Linked DNA regions of Culex quinquefasciatus: region 1 is linked to region 2. A link is a contact called in public Hi-C data. All regions are on one chromosome and are shown on one strand. The core of a region is the stretch at or near the end of the contact, and the rest is flanking DNA. Distances in the headings are between cores, read along the strand shown.

Region 1 (5,421 bases), core at 1,306-3,805, 150 kb after region 2:
GGGGTTCGATCCCCCGTCCTTTGGATTGGTAAGCAAAAATGCTAACCACTAGGCCATGACGACTTGGTGAGCGTCGACTGGAATTAGGAATACTGTTACAGAGAGCGAGTTGTGGCGCTATAACCACGGCAAATAGTGTCCAGGGCATTCGTGGAAATACAATGTCCCATCCCAGAGGGTCCCGGAGTACCAAACCTTCTTAGCATGGTGCTCCCAACGAATACAACCAAATCACGGGGCGTATGGTGGTGTGTCCCCACGCTTCTTCCTCCCCTGTCGATTCAGAATTGTGTTGTTGTTCGAACACTCAGTGCTCAAACTCAACCCAATTACGAGTCATCTCTGCGATACGGTTTTACGCAGTAGGTCTGGCCGCTTTAACGCTTGTGATGTTTCAATGCATTCCGATGCAATGGCGCACTACAAATGTTAATAAATGACAAGAAGAGTGCTAGGCGTCATCTAACCTAAGGCACTTTCCAGGATCCCTTAGAAAGATTGGCTGCGCTAGGGTCTGATTAGATTAGATTAGAAATGTCCAATAAACCAAATTTCCAGTTTTTGCTTTTTGGGTGTTTTTGAAACCGCCTTGAGTCAGGGGTATTAAAAAACACCCAAAAATCAAAAACTGAAAATTTGGTTTATTGGACCTTTAAAAAAAAAAACTCCAGAATTGTTGTTGCAAATCGACGCCAACATTTCAAAAAGCATCATGTACAAACCATGCGTTTTGAGAAAAACGAATTTGAATGTTGAGCATCCATTTTCAATTCCCATTTTAATATAAAAGCAAAATAAGATGTTCTAATGATAACAAACGATGAAAAACGTTGCTTTTATTGATACTTGATCATCCAAATTCAATAAAACGTTATTTCCGTAATTTTATTTGAGAAAACAAACATAACTTCTTTTGAAATCACCAACGTCTATATCACCCTGCTGTCATTGAGGGGGACGCTTTGTTATGATTCGTTTTTCTTCGCCGAATGTACATGGCGCTTTGTTCATGTAGCTTTTTTTCCGTCACGAGGTTCATGTAGTCTTTTGTTTGACAGGTTGACAGGGCTATATAAACAGGGACTGCTGATGGCAGAGATGTTGTTTATGTTACTTTATTTAAAATCGTGATTAAACAGACTTTACTGAAGTAACTTTTGCTCATTTTTGGTGGAGAGGTAGCTTATTAGGAGTACTTTCAGAATATGCAATAACCCAGACAGTGTCAAAATGTACATGATGCCTTTTGAAATGTTACCGTCGAAATGGAAAGGGGCAATTTTTGGTTTGATTGAAAATTAGGGTGGTTCACTATTAGGGTGGTTTTATAAATCTAACTTTCAGGAATAGTTTTGAGTTTTTTTAGTTTCTTTTTAGTTGTTGGGCTTGCCAATTGGGTCCTAAAATGAAGCTTAGATTGCTGATATTATTGTTTACAGCGATAAAGCTTATTTTTCTGAGTACAATGACCCTTTGTACGACCACAAAGAGTTTAAAATGGATTTTTAAATCAATTTTGAAAAATTAACCTCGCGGTCCTTCTTGACAGAAAAGCTCCTACTTGACAGCTCGTTCCAAGGGGACCATAGTTGATCCATCGAAAAAATGTTGTCTTTTCAATATTTTTTTTTGCATGAAAATGAAAAAAAGTGATCAGAAAAGGTTTTTAATCGTGTTTTTTACCGTTGTACATAAAAATTGGCATAGGGCTTTAGTACCCAATTAGCAACTTTTTCGAAGACACCAAAATTTTATCTCGCAATCTACGCCTTCTATGACAAAATTGAGAAAAAGCATCTGAGCAAACCTTCAAAAATCAGTTTCAGGGTTAAGTTTTAGAGAAAGTGATGTTCCGAGCACTTTTAGAGCTCAAAAACAAAAACAAACTTTTGTTTTGACAAGTCAATTTAGACTGAACAAATATCAGGGGTATTTTAAACTCGAGTCATCTTCATTTGAAAATGTCAAATTTTCATGGGAAAAGTTAAGGGTTAGAGAATCGGTGAATACAACCGACAGATTTAGATCGATTAAGGCGAGATCCATCAAAAACTGAACTTTACACGTGATGCCTCTAATATCGCTATTATCGGCTTTTGTGCCTTGACTAGATGTAATTCGATTGAAAATGAAGAAAAACATGCCACAATAACTCTTAGTTATCAGAGATCAAGGGTTAATTAGGATGAAATCGTTGAAAACGTCATCGTTCTTTGTATACTCGATAGCGTTGAGAGAATAAATGGTTATCAAAATTAAATAGGACAAGCGGCGACTTTTATTCCGATTACAATGTTGTAAAACTTTTTTTAAGAAAAAAATCAGCATAAAAAATCCCAAATATCAAACCTAAAATGTAAAGCAAGATTTTAAAAATAGGCATGTAAAAAACTTGTTTTAGCTATTTATACACAACGTGAGTAATAAGATTATTGTGCGTGATTTCCAAAGCATGATGAATCGGATACAAATTTATGTTTTGTCATTATTGAACAAATAATTTTCGCCATCGACACGCGAATGTAAACAGAGATGTGCTACGTACAAGTGGATGGTCATCTCCGGCTCTCGCTGTCTCTGTGTTTGTTAAAAGGTCAGTTTGTGGCCAATCTTTGCGTGAACTGGACGGACAAGTTTCGTTCCTAGAAATTTTGTCAAATTTATTTGTTAGTATAAGATTCGATCAAAGGTTTACAATTGGTAGCAATTGTTAAGTTAGCATATCAAACAATTGCGCGTTTTAGTGGTGAATAAGTCGTGGAATTTTGAATGATCAACTTGGCTCAAACACATTCGGTATCAGGTGCTTGATTGAAGCGTATAAAAGTGAAGTGGTTGTAAGTGAGTGTTGTGTCGGGGAGTATACTGCTGATTATTCGGTTCAAGATTAATAATTATCGCAGAGGGTTGTTGTTTCCAGCGACAACAGATTGTTGGTATGTATGATAAATCTAGTTTTACTTTGTTTCTAAGTATTTGAAGTTATTTTTAAATATTTTGTTTAGGGAGTTCTAACGTTTATTTGAAATGAACACAGAAGAGAAAGAGCACATTGAAACAATAAAAACCTGGCTAACAACCCAGCATCATCTTCCAACAATAAGTGGTAAGCTCTGTGAAACTTAACATACTCTACTATTGAAATTAAACAAATCTCTCATCCTGTCCAGACACGACCGTGCACAGATTCCTGCACTGCAACTATTACGATGAGGAGAAAACCAAAATCACCATCGAAAACTACTACACGATGCGGACCCGATTCAGGGACCTTTTCAGCAACCCGGATCTACTGTGTGACGAGTTTCAAAACGCGATGTCCTTCGCCGACTTTATTCCCCTTCCCCAGACCACTCCGGAGGGCTACAAGGTGGTCCTATTCCGCCTATCGGACACCGATCCGACCCACTTTTCCCAGAGGAATCTGCTGAGATTGTCGGTTTTCCTAAGTTTAGTTTTGACTTATTATACTTTAAACCTTTTTCACAGTTCCCACATTTGTATGCAACAAGTTCTCGAGGAACACGGGATGGCCGCCGGTCACGTGATCATCAACGACATGACGGGCATGAGTTTGGGCCACATGAGACGAATGGAACTGTTTATGTCGAAAAACCACATGGCCTTCATCCAGGAAGCGGCCCCAATTCGGCTGAAAGGCAGTCACATGGTCAACGTTGTACCGTTTGTGGACACACTCATGAAGCTAATGAAGCCCATGATGAAGCGGGAACTGTACGAGCTGGTCCACCTGCATCAGCACAAGGAGTCGCTGTTTCCGTTCGTGCCGCAGGAATGTCTGCCAGCCGAGTACGGGGGAAATGCGGGCACGTTTAAGGAGTTGAGGGGTTAGTTGGAAAATAGTTTTAAACACATTCATTTTTAAATATCTTTTTTATTTTCAGATAACTTCTACGCTAAATTACTATCCAATCGAGACCACTTCATTCGTTACGATCAGGAAAATCTTGTGGATGATAGCAAACGTCCTGAGCAACGTGGATGGTTTAGTATGTTCCGAAGATAGGACATTTTCTGAACAAATATGGAGGAAATCAGTACTGGTTGTGGCGGCAAAATAAAAAAAATAGATAAATAAAAAAAAGTCAATAATTTCATATTTTATTTTTTGTAATCATGTCTGAAGATTTAGTACACTCAAACCCCGATGGTTTGACAACAACTGTTGTCAAACGAACGGGGTCACTTTTTAGTTTGACACCCCTTTTACACGGAGTACACACACACTTTCAAACGTTTGTTTTGATCGTGTGTGTGAGCGCCGTGTAAAAAGTGACAGTTCGTCACTTTTTAGTTTGACTTTGACCAACCAACGGGGTACAAACTAAAAAAGTGTCAAACGAAAAAGTGACCAACCACCGGGGGTTGAGTGTACAATCATCATGGGAGGAAGGAGGCGGATTTCCAAAAATCAGTGTTAGTGTTTTTTTCCGAAATTTCGTGGAAGCCGCAAATCCGTGAAATGTTGGTCTGGGCCTTGCAATTTAAAAATCCCGTGAAATGCGGTGATATTCTAAATAATCAAAGAATTTCCTTCTCACTAATTTCACGATTCCATTGCTAGAAATGCAATAGGTACATTCTCTAGTTGTTTCCCCCCGAAATTTGCGTAAGTTATTATTTTCTTTTTCAGCAATATTAATATTATTTTTTTAGATTGCTAAAATTGGTTAAAATCTATTTACGCCAAGTTTCTGTGGGAATAAGAAGAAGAAGAAGTTTTATACATAAGGAAACTTTTTTTTCGGTAATTCATTGGTAATTTACAATATTTTGGTACATAACTGTAATAATGTGTAAAGCATTTTTGAATAGTTTTTACTTAAAAATTTTTAAACATGGGTTTGAAATTTGACCTTGACCTTAAGCCGACGAACAAAACAAATAGAAAATTTGACCATCCTTTCTTACTGGATAACAATAAAACAAACGATATGTTGATTCAACAATGTCTTACAATAGACAGTTTAAAATATTCGCTAATGGACCGAACTGAACAGGCAGAAATAGGGGAAATGCTGACATTTTAGAATAAAACCCGCCTCCAATCACCCAATCATAAAGATATGGATATCCAAGACTAGATTCTCCTTTTGTAATTGATTGTTTATTTGTGACGAGAGCCTGTTAGTTTACAACTTTTTATCAGGTTAAGGTTGTTTTATTTTTCAATAAATTTGTTATACTAAGATTGAATCAAAGCATTTTTAAAGTATATTTTAAGAATCTCTTCCATTCTATTTTTTTATAAACCAACAACTGGGGTGAATAGGGACTACAAGCTTGAAATGTGGAAAACGAAGCGCTATCCAGCTTTTTAAGCGAAAATGGCGTTCGAATGGTGAACGCCCGAAATGTAAAAATCACGCAGTGGTACCAACGTTACGAAAAAAGTGTGCC
Region 2 (5,575 bases), core at 2,303-4,802:
TCTTTGATTTTTGTTTTAAAATTTTTTTAACCTTTGATTTTAAAATTTAAAATTAAAAAATATTTCTTCTGGTTGAATCTCATCTAAAATTCAAAGGCGGAGAAGCTTCTGTTACATCCAATCAAGCTCATATTTGGGAAAGAAGCACAGTACACCCACTGGAACATGCCCAATCATAATTTTTGTTACATCCAAATGTCTGTATCTTCAGGAAAAGTTTGAAATATGATTAAGATTCACCAGATTAAAATTGAATATAAGGATAAAAAAACATTACTCAAATACTTAAAGAAATTAAATATTCAGAGTCAGTATGTTTAAAAATAAGTTGAGTGTAGTCCGTAAATACCCTGTTTTTTCCATAATTTTTTGTTTTATTTCTTTAATTCTTGAATTTAATTCTTTGATCTTTAATTTTATTTCACCATCACTATTTTGCTTACATTTTAGATTACACAAATTTAGACTACTTTGGATCATTTTTAAATCATAGTCCAGTTTAATTTTGAGAAAAATAAGAATTTAGATTTCGAATACTTAAGTGAAATTTTGGAAAATTTTTTAGCCTTATAATTTTAAATCATTAAATTTTTCTGACAAAATGTATGATTTTCTCTATGGTCCCTAAGCATGCTAAGCAAACAACCAATTTTAGAACAAATCTCTGAGGATGGTGGGGCAACTGCCTCATATTGCCCTACCCTGTGTGCGCTAGTAATTTGTATTTTTCAGTTGAACGGAAATCCAAATCAAATCCAAATTATTTGATTTTTAAACCTAAACATTGCAAACAAGCTACGTGCTTTTCATCGTGACCATTTTCTTAAGCATTTTTTATATGGAGTTCTGCGTTCCTTCCGGACTAACCAATTTAAAAATTAAATATTATCAATGTTGCAAAGTTTGGCCTGGAAGACATTCAATTACATCATCAAGGGCGAATTTTTTAAAAGAAATGAAATTTTGTAGTAATATTTTTAAGATCATCGAAATTCCCTGACCCAGCATAAAATTCCCTGACTTTCCCTGACTTTTCCAGGTCAAATAAAATTCCCTGATAATTCCAGGTTTTCCCTGACTTTTCCAGAAATCGACACCATGGGGCTGAACTTGTTGTTGTTGAGCAGATTCTGCTCCACTTTTTGCTCCTCCGACGACAGCTCCGGTGACCTCAGGGGACTTCTCCCGCTCCCGATTTCCGGGGATGAGTTGAAAATCATCCGTCACCTCAACTCGAGGCACGCAACGTTGCCTTTAGCGCGCACGTCACAAACACGTCCAATACTCTTTCGAAGCTGTCGTAGCCAAGACGGGCAGTGCACGTTGATGATGTTGTAGTTGAAGAAACGGCCTCTTACCTAGTGTTGTTTGGATGCCAAACTAAAACGAAAAATGCCTTCGGTTGCTTGAAAATTTTCGTTTTAAATGCGTTTTTCGGTTCAGTTGGCATGGCATGCTTAACAACCGGGCAGGTCGGAGAATAGTCGCGGAGTTTATTTATTTATTTGGATTTGAATTAACACCATGTTATGACAGATTGCAAAAAAATTATTCTATTCTCGAGATCGCATCACATAACTCAGCAAATCAATGGCCGCGTCGGAAATGTTGTTACAATCGAGTTGAACCCGCAGATGGGATCCGGAGTCGACGACCAATTTCACGGACTTGTCCGTCAAAGGACAGCCGTAAATATGCAGCTCCCTCAGGTGTGGGAATCGGCTCAACTTGCCGACAAATTCGTCGTTGATTGTTTCCATCGAGCCGATCGTAAGCTTCGCTAGCTGAGGACACTTGCGCAGCAACTTGACGAGCAGCTCAGCTTTGGTCATTTTAAGGTCTGATATAAAAAGTTCCGTTAAATGAATCAATTTCTCCGGAACGCTCATAATGTCTTTCTCCACCCAATTACTACACAGTCTCAAACAGCGCAGCGAATTAAATCGTGCAGTAAAAATATCGGACCAACTGTCCAGCGCACAGTTGCTGATGGCTAGCACCTGGAGATTGGGACAGTTTGTCAAATAGCGTTGCAAGCAATCACCAGTGAAGTTAAATTGATTTAGATGCAAGCTAATTAAATGTGCACTTTTCAGAAGGTTTAAATTTAAATATGCGCCAATCCCTTCTAGGTGAAGCACCTTAAGCAGGGGCATTTCATCCAAGAACGAGGGCACCACTGTTCCAGAATCTTCCAGGGCAAACCGAGCTTTCCTCAGTTTGGCGAGGTTTCGTCCGATTTTGCACAGATCCTGCAAGTTAAATAGTTTATAAATACACTTATTTACAGCTTGCTTTATCGGATTTACCTCGTTATCCGCAATAATGTCGAGTTCTTCAATCGAAAGCTTCATTCGGCTCAGCTGCACTGCCAAATCGGCCTCCCCACGATGAACTACACTTTTCAACTCAAGTCGATCCATACCGGCAATCTTTTTCAGCATAAACGGTGTCAAGTTGCCTTCTAACTCCTTCAACGTTCCTTGAACCGCCTCCAACAGACGGCACGCTTTTGCTTCTTGCTCTCCTTTCAGCTCGGATGAGAGCTTCAATCTCCGCAGTCGTGGCGCCATGTTCCGAAATACTTCAAACACCCAATCAGAGGCAAGATCGTCCAACTTCTCCAGCCGAAAGTCCACTTCGACCTCTTCAGCGGTAGTGTAGTTGATGCTCCCCAGAGTTAATTTCGTAAGATTCGGTGTCTCCTTCAGCATCCCCAGCAGAACCGGAAGTGCAACCTCACAGTTGCCCAAGAACAGTTCGGTCAATCCGGCGCCAAACGGAGGCCACCAGGCATCGACGGTGACTATTGTTGCCCTGAACAGCGTTGCACACGATGCCGGAAACAGGTTCTCCGGCGAAAATTGCTCGTCCAAGGTCGTCTTGAACAAAAACCTTATGCCGAACTCCTTCCGCAACGACTGGTTCTGATCGACGATGTCCCGCCAGCGGCGACAGGTCGACCGTACCCGTAGCATTGCTCGTTTGTTCAAGTTGCGGAAGATTTCAATCCAAAGTTCCGGCGGAAGATCGGTTCCGTCGCGATTGGCGGTTGATAGTTGCAGGTTGACCGAGTGGTGACACTCGGGACAGAGCCACTGCAGCCCGGGAGTTCGGCAGGTTGAAAGCAGAACGTTGGCCGTTGCCTGGTCCATGTTTACGGCAGCGGGAGGGAACCGCTTGCGGCAGGGTCCGTTGCAGGAGACTTGAGTGTTTGTTGAGGGATTCATCGTTTGCTGTGGATAGTGAATTAATCCTAGGTTAAGAACATCATACAGTTCTAATTACACATTTTTACCGAAATAAATCGAAAGTTTCTTTAAAAGTTCTGTTTAAATCGACCAACCCAAATGATTCAGCTCAACAAAAGAAGTTTGCAAAGAATGCAGTACACGTTTGTCATCTCTTACCCGTTTTGGGCCCGGGTTTTGGTTAAAACAAAGCACGTTAATTTCAATCAATCAGGTTTGTGTTAATTCCAAAATTGGTTAATAACTAACTTGGTTTGAAACAGTTTCAGCTTAACGTGTACCAGTAGCAAAACAAACAAAACAAAACGTCACAACACATCGTACTCCTTCGATTTTTCGCAATCGTATTCAACTCCGACAGCGAACGTAAAAGTCCCAACTTTCGGCTCCCTCCTCGGCCATGGCCACCCAGGTGTACCGGATCACGCTTCCGCCGGAGCAAATTCTCGCCCGTAAGCTGTACCTGTGCGGCGTCGGCGACTGCAGCGAGCAGTTCTACAACGGATCCCATCTGCAGCTGCACCAGGCGAGGCGCCACGGGTTGAAGGCTCCGTCGTCCGTCGAGGAGCCTCCCCGGAAGGACACCGTCGTCTATCACTGTCCGGAGTTTTCGTGCTGCTACCACGAAAGGGCTAGTGGGGAGAAGTTCTTCGGGACGTTTCGCAGCTTGAAGCAGCACTTTTTGAAGGTGCATTCGGAGAAGGTTTGGATTTTTTTTGAATAATTTCAAAGATTTTGTATAATTAATAATAAAAAATAATTCTTGTTTTTAGAACTTTGTATGCAGCTCATGTAACGGGCAGAAGGCGTTCGCAACTGAAGCCTTGCTTCGAGCTCACGAAGCCAACTGTGGACAATCATTCTGCTGTGAAGTTTGTAACTTATCGTACGGAACCAGGGAAGCCCTGCTGACCCACGCAAAACGGAAGAACCACGGCTATGAGGCACTGCTGGCAAAGAAATCAAACAAGAGAAAAGCCGAAAAGAGTTTGGACAAAAAACGCAAAGCACCAAAGATGGAAACCCACGTCACGATCCAAATTCAAACGAATCTCCCAACCAACTATACCAGAACATCCCAAACCACTCAAACGGAGTACAACGCACCGGAAGTGGCCAACCGGAACGAAACCGCAACCCAAACCATCAAAACCCTGAACGCTTCAACGGTGGACAACGGTTGCCAAACAAACCTGCAGCAATTGCTGGACCTCGAACTCGAAGACACCGGAACGACCTTCCCCACGCCGCTGGTGGTTTGTACGGAAACCCAGACCGATCTCATCTACGACAGCATGTTCCCGAACGAGGATCGGACGGATCCGATGCTGTACTCGCACATGTACACGCAAACGTGCGACGATATCATTTCGGACCTGGGCCTGGCCACGATCGAAACGCAGACCAACTGGGACGGAGGGCCGCTGGAGTGCAGCTCGACGCACACGCAAACATGATATTGTACCGACGCGGCGGATTTCCGGATCGATTTCTAGCCGCTGCTGAGTGGGAGGGTGAAGTCAAGTCGGGATGTTGTTCTCAAAATGATTATTGTTACAGCTAGTGTAAATAATGTCTTTGAAATAAGTTTGTAGCTAGAAGCCAATATTGAGAGAAGATTCAGCATAGAAAAATATCATAAAAGAATTTGATTCACATAGTTTTTACAACGCACTAATCTTTCAAACTCGATCATTGTGTTTAACTGTTTAATCTCGTCATAGCATTAAATATTACAATTTTTTTCACGAGATAAATGTATCTTAGCATAAATAAAGCACATCAAAATCCAGAAGCACCCTTTAGGATATGCTTTGTTTTATTTCAGCTATAAACAATATATATTGTCCCTGCCGTGCACATGAATATAAACAAGCAGCTCATCCCGCTCCATCGTTTGGATCCAGAAAAAAAACTGATTTTTCAATCTGTTGAAAAATTCAAATTCTGAAACACTATAATTCTTAAGTACTTAAATTATTTAATTCTAAATTTTTTGATAAAATTTAATTCTCAAATGCAAATCAGACATTTTTAAAGTCATTAGGTCAAAAACATATTCCTTGATTTTTGAATTTATAAAAAAAATCTATTTTTTCATTTGAAATTATAATTATAAAAAATCAAATGCAACATTGCTAAATATTTAAATTTTGATGCTCTAAAATTTAAAATTTTCGACTATTTTAAACTTTTGAATTTGGATTTTTTTTAAGTTTTGAGTCTTTGAATTTTTAAAATTCAGATTTTTAGAATATTTAGAATAAACAATTTTTAAATTTTAGAATCTCGTGATTTTTTAATTTCAGATTATTGATTTTTTT

Evidence for each region. A called contact is a pair of places that touch in the nucleus more often than the background predicts.
Region 1: a Hi-C map of whole body shows a contact between it and region 2, with 4 times the contacts expected there. The contact joins the promoter of LOC6034249 here to the promoter of LOC6034245 in region 2. A contact is called at or near these places in 2 of 2 Hi-C or Micro-C datasets (both in whole body).

Annotation. Positions count from the first base shown.
Region 1 is chr2:88,978,484-88,983,904 of VPISU_Cqui_1.0_pri_paternal, forward strand. LOC6034249 (alpha-tocopherol transfer protein-like) reads left to right here and starts at 2,556. Exons shown (of 5, transcript XM_038257519.1): 1 at 2,556-2,936; 2 at 3,007-3,106; 3 at 3,171-3,435; 4 at 3,490-3,848; 5 at 3,906-4,048. The coding sequence starts at 3,028. The coding sequence ends at 4,027.
Region 2 is chr2:88,832,265-88,837,839 of VPISU_Cqui_1.0_pri_paternal, forward strand. It overlaps LOC6034245 (ATM interactor), which reads left to right and starts at 3,553. Exons shown (of 2, transcript XM_001844539.2): 1 at 3,553-3,954; 2 at 4,025-5,046. The coding sequence starts at 3,652. The coding sequence ends at 4,708. It overlaps LOC119767407, which reads right to left and starts at 3,317. Exons shown (of 3, transcript XM_038255935.1): 1 at 3,299-3,317; 2 at 2,310-3,236; 3 at 1,480-2,252. The coding sequence starts at 3,230. The coding sequence ends at 1,554.